2 separate regions of the Arabidopsis thaliana genome follow, and region 1 is linked to region 2. A link is a contact called in public capture Hi-C data. All regions are on one chromosome and are shown on one strand. The core of a region is the stretch at or near the end of the contact, and the rest is flanking DNA. Distances in the headings are between cores, read along the strand shown. Region 1 holds the start of FMO GS-OX2 (flavin-monooxygenase glucosinolate S-oxygenase 2). Region 2 holds the start of ACO2 (aconitase 2).

Region 1 (5,431 bases), core at 83-2,582, 70 kb after region 2:
CAAGCCTTCGTACTTTTAGGTGGCTATTCGTTGAAGAAGATAAATGAAAGAGAGGGTACGTGTCCATCCATTTGCGGTTAGGTCTGGGTCCATGGCCCGTCCCTTTCAAAATGCAATCAAGGTCCGTAAATCGGTAAATGTAATTAAGAAATTGTAATATCCAAGCTAAAACTTACTCTTTCCGTTTTAAAACGGGATATAAGTTGTTTTAGAGTTTTTCTTTTGAGTCAAAATATAGATGTTTTCATATCTTCATATAAAAGAAATATTAATTAAAAAGTTTTATCTAAAAGGTTTATAAAGAATTAAATGACTGTTTTTCTTCATTGGCTTTCACCGAGTATTTCTTATTAAAAATATATATTTGACTAAAAGCATAAATTTTATCAATCTCTGTCCTAACTTCCAAAACATCTTACATTTTGAAATGGATGAAATATTTTTCTTCCTTCTCTTTCTTCATTTGAGGTATATATGAATTTAATCACACATTTTAAATAATTAATGTTAAAATGATAAATCCTATGTTTTTCTATTATGAATTTTAAAACTAGAACTATTGAAGTATTGATTGTGGAAAATATTTTAATATCCAGTTATTGAAAATATTTTTAACAATGGTTTTTCAATATGGTTTCAAAATTCAAGATGATTTGGGAAAAGTTAAGTTTATTGATCACATGCACCAATATATATATACACTAATACACAATTATATATATTAATTTAAGCACTAAACTTACTAATCCTTATCTTAACATAAGATTTATCCCGTACCCACTCTAATTAATAAACATATATCTCCGAAAATTGTAGAACCATATAAAACTTTAACACTTCCTTTCAAGTTTGAGTATATATGTAAATCACAAACGCTCAACTTGGACAAGTAGCTAAAACAGGAACTTCTCAAGGCTATGTGGTTCGAACATTATATGTAATAATATTGAACCACATCTCTTATACTAAGATAATCCGCTTTGATATTTTTAGTTTTCTCATAGAACATTGGGTTAACAGCAATGTGCAATGCTGATTTCCTATCACAAAACATCAACATCGGATCACTATGCTTCACTACTCCTAGATCCGTCAAAAGTCTCTTACTATTTTAGTTCAAGCTGGCAGCCATGCCTATATACTCTATTTTGACGATTTGGTTTACACCGGTAACGGTTGTTGAATGAAGAAAATCAGATTTTAAATTCGATCATATTCTTTTATTAAGTTAAATTAGTTTGTGTATTGTTCTGACAACAAAACAATTTCAGCTAATTTTATAACAAAATAAATTGTGCTTTTTCGGATATTTCCCCTTCCATTTTTACAATAGAATGATCGAATATTTTTGTATGAAGTATATTGTTCTTACAACAAAGATGGTTTTTTTTTTGTTTTTGGTTAAAGTACGAAAATGATGATGATTAGCCATCTTGTTTCAGTTCTATTATATAAGCCCATTAATAGCACGGAACGACCTTTAACCAAAACACAGAGATCATACGACAGTCTCCTACCAAATAAAGAAAAATCCACCATACCATAAAGTTCAAATATATGGCACCAGCTCAAAACCCGATCAGTTCTCAACACGTGGTAGTCATCGGAGCCGGAGCAGCCGGTCTCGTAGCGGCTAGGGAGCTCAGTCGTGAAGGTCACACTGTTGTCGTATTAGAGCGGGAGAAAGAAGTAGGAGGTCTCTGGATCTATTCACCCAAAGCCGAATCCGACCCGCTTAGCCTTGACCCAACCCGTTCCATAGTCCACTCGAGCGTGTACGAGTCTCTCCGAACCAACCTCCCACGAGAATGTATGGGTTTCACGGACTTCCCTTTTGTGCCTCGTTTCGATGACGAGTCAAGAGACTCGAGACGGTATCCGAGCCACATGGAAGTTCTTGCGTACCTTCAAGACTTTGCTAGAGAGTTTAACCTAGAGGAGATGGTTCGGTTCGAGATCGAGGTGGTTCGGGTTGAACCGGTTAACGGGAAATGGAGGGTCTGGTCTAAAACCTCTGGCGGTGTTTCCCACGATGAGATCTTTGACGCCGTTGTTGTTTGCAGTGGACACTATACAGAACCAAACGTTGCTCATATTCCTGGTAAAGATCATTTTCTAACTACTTATTTTATTTTTAAAAAAATAACTTTGTTTTCTCACATATATTTATGTAACATTTTTTATAAAACTATGGATTGTAAAAGAACTAACAAAATAGCCATGGTGTCAGACCACACTCTCTTTCTTCACTTGCAATTACTTTTTTACCCATTTTTCGTATTTTATATATATTACATGGTATTTTTCAAAATCAAATAAAACACTTAGAATCATCTCATCTTTCTTTCTCCCATCACCACAACCACCACATCTTCCACCATCACAACCACCCGATCTCTTTTTCGATAAATCTAGGCTCTCAAACGTTATTTATATTGATAGATCATCTCTCCTTCAATTTGCAGAAGATTTGTCATTTTTTATTCGATTTTGATTCTTTCTTGGAATCTCCGTCGTTATGTTTTCTTTTTAAATTGTATGTTATTTTCTTTTATACGACGATACTTTTTTGAATTACACGTGATAACTAGAAATCTCTCTCTCCCAACATGCTACTTTTTCATATAACACATTATTTATTTAAATCACATGTAATTTCTTCTAAAAACATGATTTAAATGTTAAAACTTTCTTAAATCTATTATTTTATCTTCGTATAAGCTTGCTCCTGGTTCAACTTTTCAAATAAAACGATATTTGTTTATATAACATGCTATTTGTGTAAAATGTACGTTATAAAATGTCATATTTTTTATAAATATCGTGCTATTTTAACATGTTTCATGCGATTTGCTAAAAAACATCAAATATATCTACATAAGTCTGCTTTTGGTTCAACTTGCAAGGATAGTTTTGTATTTTCTTATGCCGTCATATAGTTATTTATCCGTAGAAAAACTGACAATTGTTAGTTACTTGATTCTTTTCAATTTTATAGTTAGTTTCTAATATTACCCTTATAAAAACCAGTTAGTGATTGAATCATTTGCCACTGCTGGATTTTAGATTACAATTTTCTAGATACATCGTCCGATCTTGATGAATAACTTAAGACTTCAATCTAACATATAATCTAAAACTATCAGAACTATCTATATCTTTAGGTATAAAATCGTGGCCAGGAAAGCAGATCCATAGCCACAACTACAGAGTTCCTGGGCCATTCGAAAACGAGGTAATTGTATTTTTTTTTAAAGATAGTAGTCCCTTTATACTTTCTATTATGAGTTTTTTTCTACTAGTTCTACCAAAAAAAGTCTCTTTCAATAATTTTTTTTTTGGGTAGAAAGTCTCATTCAATAATTAATAAGAATAAATAACATATTGTAGCAAGAAACGTGTTATAAAGACACGCATATATATTTTCCAAAAGTTTTGTAATTTGTATACTGAATTTGAATTCTCGATTTGATATCTATGAATTTAGCTGGAAAAAAGAAGATCGGAGGAATTTAGCTGGAACATGCAAGAGATGTTCATAATCGTCCATCAAACAACATTTTATTATTAGAAATGTTAGAGATAATTCATATCATATTTAGGTTCATGTATGATCCGATTTTTTAACAAAAAAAAAAAAAAAAGAGAAGCATTTTTGTGTTGGTGCTTTGGCAGGTGGTGGTGGTCATCGGAAATTTTGCTAGCGGTGCCGATATTAGTAGGGACATAGCTAAGGTCGCGAAAGAAGTTCACATTGCATCTAGAGCGAGTGAATTTGATACATACGAAAAGCTTCCCGTGCCTCGGAACAATCTATGGATTCATTCGGAAGTAAAACAGACAAATTTTATTTTATTTAACCATAATTTTGATTTTAATTTATACTCGTGGAATTTAATTTTAAAGGTAATTATCGAATGATAGTATTAAAATGTTTTCCTTTTTGATATGTTGAAGATAGACACGGCATATGAAGATGGGTCCATTGTTTTCAAAAACGGGAAGGTGGTATATGCTGATAGCATTGTGTATTGCACTGGGTATATTCGTAGTTTTCAGTATTTTTATGCTCATAGTTACCAAAATTAATAATGTGAAATGTACTACTGATTTACCATATATTTCGGTCTATGTGTGTAGATATAAATATCGCTTCACATTCCTTGAAACCAATGGCTATATGAACATTGATGAAAACCGCGTAGAACATCTATACAAGCATGTATTTCCACCTGCGCTTTCTCCTGGTCTTTCATTCGTTGGTTTACCATCGATGGTTAGTCTCAAACAATATCTTGGGGTTCCGAGTTCAAGTCTCACTTGGTTTTTATCTTTATCTTTTTTTTATCAGGGCATACAATTTGTTATGTTTGAAATCCAAAGCAAATGGGTGGCAGCAGTCTTGTCAAGGCGGGTTACACTTCCCACAGAAGATAAGATGATGGAAGATATTAGTGCGTGGTATGCATCGCTTGATGCGGTAGGCATTCCTAAAAGATATACACATAAATTGGGTAAAATTCAGGTGAGTACCTTATATTCTGAATATGATTACATGCCTATATCTAAATAAATTCGATTAGTTCAAAATCATTTTTTCACGTTTTCTTGTGAATTTTTTTTTTTGAAACATAATTCACATGTTTTAATTATAAAACCTCTTTTTGTTCACCATAAAAAGTTTCTGCAAAGAAAAAATGCAAACGTAAGGCTTTTAATTTTTAGATTTACAATTAACAAAGTATTTTTTTTTTTTTGCCTAAAATTGTTGATGAACTTTTTTTAAAAAACTGAACTAATAGAAATTCAAGTAAAATGTAAACAAACAATCAAAGAAATATTATCGACTCAAGAATAAAATCATGTCAATGACTTTGTTTGAAAAAAATATATTTCATCTTGCAGAGTGAGTACCTCAATTGGGTCGCAGAAGAATGTGGTTGTCCGCTCGTTGAACATTGGAGAAATCAACAAATCGTCCGCGGATACCAGAGACTTGTCTCACACCCAGAAACTTATCGCGATGAATGGGACGACAATGACCTTATGGAAGAAGCTTACGAGGACTTTGCTAGGAAGAAATTAATTAGTTTCCATCCTTCCCATATCCTCTAATCAAGAAAATGATTTTTGTGTTTTTACTTTGGGGGTGGGTGTATTGTATTTAAGAAGCATAAGGAAGGATGGATTCTTTCCTTTTCAGGGTTGATTGCTAAACTATTGAAAGCTTTGAATAAATAGGAGGGTTTATCTCTAAGGCATGATGCCCTGATTGTTATTTTTCTTTGTGTGTGTTTGTTTTTGTTTGCATTTGAGTTTTTATTTATTTTGTGCTTATGTTTGAATTTTACACTGATTATGTTCACCACGTATAGATGCAAATATTACTTCCGTTTCTTGAAACCAATGGATATATGAGCATTGATGAAAG
Region 2 (4,793 bases), core at 599-3,098:
CAGGAAAATAAATCAAGAATGATGCGGCAATGCAAATCATCTATCTAGCATCAACACCTTTTTGACTTTTGGATTCATTTCTAAATTAACTAGTATAATTTATAATTTAGGATGATTTGTTTTATATTGAATTAAAATGGATACAGAATCTATGATCGAGTAGATTACAAAAAATGATTAAAAAAAGAAGAAGAATTAAGTTGAACAAAAAAAATTGAACCAAACTCGCATGAAATAGTGAATATACAGGGTATGATGGGAACCAAATATATATTTAAATTTTAAACTTACATCTATCTTAATTTTTGCTTCCCATGTTATCTTTTGGTACTCATATCATAGTTCATAGATTATGTGCGTACACACTACACATATGATTATGATTTATGAATACTGCATTAAACTGTTTCAAATGCACACTTTAATTTCTCTTTTTCTCCAACCAAACTTTAATCTAGATCTAAACATTATATATTCATAATCATGTGTACCCATTAGACAATTATTGGAAAATAAAAAATTATATCACGCGCATGAATGGAGTCTAAGATCGCCCAAGAGAAAAGTAGGTAGCAGCCACGACCGAAGTCTTTGTTCTCACTTTGGTTAACGTTTTTAAGACGATAGGGAGAGTGAGAAAGAGACATTGTGTTATTCAACAGTTTATTATGTAATATAAGCTTAATTGCAACTAGTAACTAACTAATAACATTTTACATTGTGTATACGTAACGACGGCTTATGGTTGTGATATTGTTTTGGATGAATTATTGAGTTAGAAAACAGGTTTTTTAATAAAGTGAAAAGAAAGAAGTAATATTTTATGGTTTTATACCATAATGCACTCTTTAAGTTGAGTAGGAATATTCGATAAATTTAATTCCAATATATAATTATTTGACTTGTATTCTTTAATTATGAAACATCAGATCAACGTAGAAAGTGTGAAGGAATTTTAAGATGAATTGATATATTAAAAGGTGGCGAATATTATCAAACAAGCCACCCTGTAAATTTGGTAGTTTATATCCCATATGCTTTCTATTTTTCTGAAACACTGATACATAATATCTCCTAAAAACAAATATATTAGAGAATTTTTTTGATAAAGGTTTCTTAGTTCTTACATCAATTCGAAAGATGATATACATGCTATCAATATCACCATGAATTATCCTTGATACTAGAAAATTGATGGCACACTTGATATAAGAACTTGTATTTTCAATATACATTTATTCTATACAAAAAAAAAAAAAAAATCCTAGAACAAGTGGGTAGAGAATCTCTAACAAGTAAGTTTCAATAAATATACAAGACAAAATAAATTATGTGATAAATGATAAAAAGAGACAAATTAAGCGAGTTTTATGGATCAACAGATGATTTGTCTGATAAAAATAAAATCTTTATACTGGAAATAATTCGGACGGTGTGCAAAGCCAAATCTAAAATACAAAAGAAGTAAAGTGTTACACATTTGAAAAGAATCCTAGAATGTTACATTATTGCAATTTTAAAAATTCCTTATAAAAAGGATATCAAGTAATTTTCGAAATCAGTATCCTGAAAATGGAAAATGTAAGTGATAGAACTAGTCTCCTTTTTAGGAAGGGTCTCTTCTCAAATTTGGTTATATGATTCAAACGATGGGCTCAACTAGTAAACTTTGTCATTCAGAGTTGTTTCGAAATACTTGAAATCTCTCATTATTGTTCTCTTTTTTCGTAAATTTTTCAAACTATTTCGAATAAAATAACCCCAAAAGGGAAGAGAAAAGAAACCAATTGAAGTGTATAAATAGAGACCCAAAAGGAAAATGCCAAATGAATCAATCTCTTAAAGAAAGGAGATGGTAGGGGTCCATCTATGATGTGCTCACATACATGCTCCACGAACTCTTGTTTCTTTTACTTTAACTTCTTCTTTTTTAACAATTTGAATGAAACATATTTATACATCTTATCTATGACTATGACTCGCACATATTTTCTCAGAATTTTATTTATTTTATTGAAAGCCAATCTCTCTCATTTGCGCCTATAAATAGCAACCCTCTCTCATTCTACAAGTCTCACATCAAAGCAATTAACAAATACACAACTTGTAACTTCAAATAGATTACTTTCAAAGAAGAGAGAGAGAAAGAAAGATGGAGAAGAACATGAAGTTTCCAGTAGTAGACTTGTCCAAGCTCAATGGGGAAGAGAGAGACCAAACCATGGCTCTAATCAATGAAGCTTGTGAGAATTGGGGCTTCTTTGAGGTACATACACAATATCTAACATATTATTGTTTGAAAAGATTTGACTATAGCTAGCTCTTAGTGGTAAGGTTGATCTTTTGTTAATTTCATTTTTCAGATAGTGAACCATGGATTACCACATGACTTAATGGACAAGATCGAGAAGATGACAAAGGACCATTACAAGACATGCCAAGAACAAAAGTTCAATGACATGCTCAAGTCCAAAGGTTTGGATAATCTTGAGACAGAAGTCGAAGATGTCGATTGGGAAAGCACTTTCTACGTTCGTCACCTCCCTCAATCCAATCTCAATGACATTTCAGATGTGTCTGATGAATACAGGTACATAATGTTTTTAGAAAAATACTATTTTAGATCGAATGTTATATTCATTTAGTGATAAATAATATTTATTTTCTTCTATGAAAAAAATTAGTCACCACACAAAAACTCCCCCTTAATCATAACATCTCTTAGGATACATGAATACCAATAAGGCCAGTTAATTATCACTTATTTGTAGGACCGAATTTAATTCTATTTTTCTTAAATAAATCTCAAATTGACTGTAAAAAAATTTCAGTTGTACACTCTACCTCTTTTACCTTTAATTATAAATATTTTCTTACTTTTTACTTTTTCTCACATGCATGAGTTTAAGAATTTCTGACTTTTTGTGATATTTATTGGTAAATATTTTATTGTTAAAACCCATTTAAAAATTATTATTTTACTTAAAAGTAACTTGAAACTTGCATAGTGAAGCATAATCATTTTCTTTTTTGGGAAATATTATGTAATATATTCTGATTTGGCAGGACGGCCATGAAAGACTTTGGTAAGAGACTGGAGAATCTTGCTGAGGATTTGTTGGATCTACTGTGTGAGAATCTAGGGTTAGAGAAAGGGTATTTGAAGAAAGTGTTTCATGGAACAAAAGGCCCAACCTTTGGGACAAAGGTGAGCAATTATCCACCATGTCCTAAACCAGAGATGATCAAAGGTCTTAGGGCCCACACTGATGCAGGAGGCATCATCTTGTTGTTTCAAGACGACAAGGTCAGTGGTCTCCAGCTTCTTAAAGATGGTGACTGGATTGATGTTCCTCCTCTCAACCACTCTATTGTCATCAATCTTGGTGACCAACTTGAGGTATGTCATGTTCACACCACATTTTCAAAATATCTTTTTGCTAACAAAACCAATGTGTTATGGTTTAGTCTCGGTTTGATGGAACTATAGGAAACGGTTAGTAAATGTTATAACCGAGTTAAACCGGAAGAACGACATGCAATCTTAATTGAGTATGATTCGGTACAGCTAAACCGATCTGAATTGTCTGTAGGTGATAACCAACGGGAAGTATAAGAGTGTGCTGCACCGTGTGGTGACTCAACAAGAAGGAAACAGGATGTCGGTTGCATCGTTTTACAACCCGGGAAGCGATGCGGAGATCTCACCAGCTACTTCGCTTGTCGAGAAAGATTCCGAGTACCCGAGTTTCGTCTTTGATGACTACATGAAGCTTTATGCAGGGGTCAAGTTTCAGCCCAAGGAGCCACGGTTCGCAGCAATGAAGAATGCTTCTGCAGTTACAGAACTGAATCCTACAGCAGCCGTAGAGACTTTCTAAAAATGGATTTGAGATTCAAGTGAAGCAGAGAAAGAAAGATGAGTTTGTGTTGTGTGTTATGGCAATAAGTTAAAACTTGTATTAGTGTTGATTAATTGTTGGTCAATTGGTGTGTTTTAAAGTGTGGGGTGTTTATGTTTATGGAAGATGATAATAATTATAAAAATCTAAATTCTAAGAGTTCTAACGTGGTCATCACCAAATCAAGTCAAAACACTCTGTTTCAGAACTTAACACAAATGAAGCTAAAGTAGCTTTTATCATTAAAGAAGAAGAAGGAAGTTCAGAAGAATCAATCACTAATGCAAAAACAACACAAATACTTAAAAGGTTGAAACTTAAACAGAGTTTACAAATTTATCTAACAAATGCCCTGGAAAATTTATCACCTTTGAGGTGAAGAAGATAAACTTAAAAAAAACATCTGAGAATCATCAAATCAAGCAAGATTCAGTAGTCTACATCTTCAGGGTTATTTTCCAGTCACACAACCATTCATTAAGCGAGAATCGGTTTTTGTTTCATAGCTTTTGATATCGTAATTCTTGTTCGGATAAAGGGTTTCAAGGCGCAGGTACCTTTTTCTCATCTCCTTCGGTAGCAGCGGCTTCATTGGAACAATGGTTCTTGACAACTGTTGCTATGTCAGCTTCAGAAGCACCTGCAAGTTTGAATCTTTCAACAGCTGAATCAAGATTCTTATTCCAACCATCCTTCCCGATTTTGCATTCAACTTGCGATCTTTCGAACAGCATGTTTCCCCAAAACAGATGGATCTGTGATCTCATTGCAGTCGCTTGTTCTGCTGCTTCCTCAGCTGTGATTGTCTCTGAAACCTCTTCATTCCCATCTCCTCCTTGCTTCTTTCTCCTCTTTGAAACTTCCTCTTTCTTGTTCGAGTTCGGGTTTTTT

The links. Capture Hi-C pulls out chosen DNA fragments and counts their contacts.
Region 1: a capture Hi-C map of root shows a contact between it and region 2, with 4 times the contacts expected there. A contact is called at or near these places in 1 of 26 Hi-C or Micro-C datasets (callus) and 3 of 3 other capture datasets (root, seedling and shoot).

The regions. Positions count from the first base shown.
Region 1 is chr1:23,150,313-23,155,743 of TAIR10.1, forward strand. It overlaps FMO GS-OX2 (flavin-monooxygenase glucosinolate S-oxygenase 2), which reads left to right and starts at 1,333. Exons shown (of 7, transcript NM_104933.3): 1 at 1,333-2,101; 2 at 3,165-3,235; 3 at 3,676-3,831; 4 at 3,958-4,040; 5 at 4,141-4,276; 6 at 4,352-4,525; 7 at 4,906-5,416. The coding sequence starts at 1,558. The coding sequence ends at 5,115.
Region 2 is chr1:23,080,188-23,084,980 of TAIR10.1, forward strand. It overlaps ACO2 (aconitase 2), which reads left to right and starts at 1,849. Exons shown (of 4, transcript NM_104918.5): 1 at 1,849-2,266; 2 at 2,364-2,590; 3 at 3,067-3,400; 4 at 3,594-4,066. The coding sequence starts at 2,153. The coding sequence ends at 3,881. Phox2 (Octicosapeptide/Phox/Bem1p (PB1) domain-containing protein / tetratricopeptide repeat (TPR)-containing protein) reads right to left here. Exons shown (of 1, transcript NM_104919.4): 1 at 4,106-4,793. The coding sequence ends at 4,445.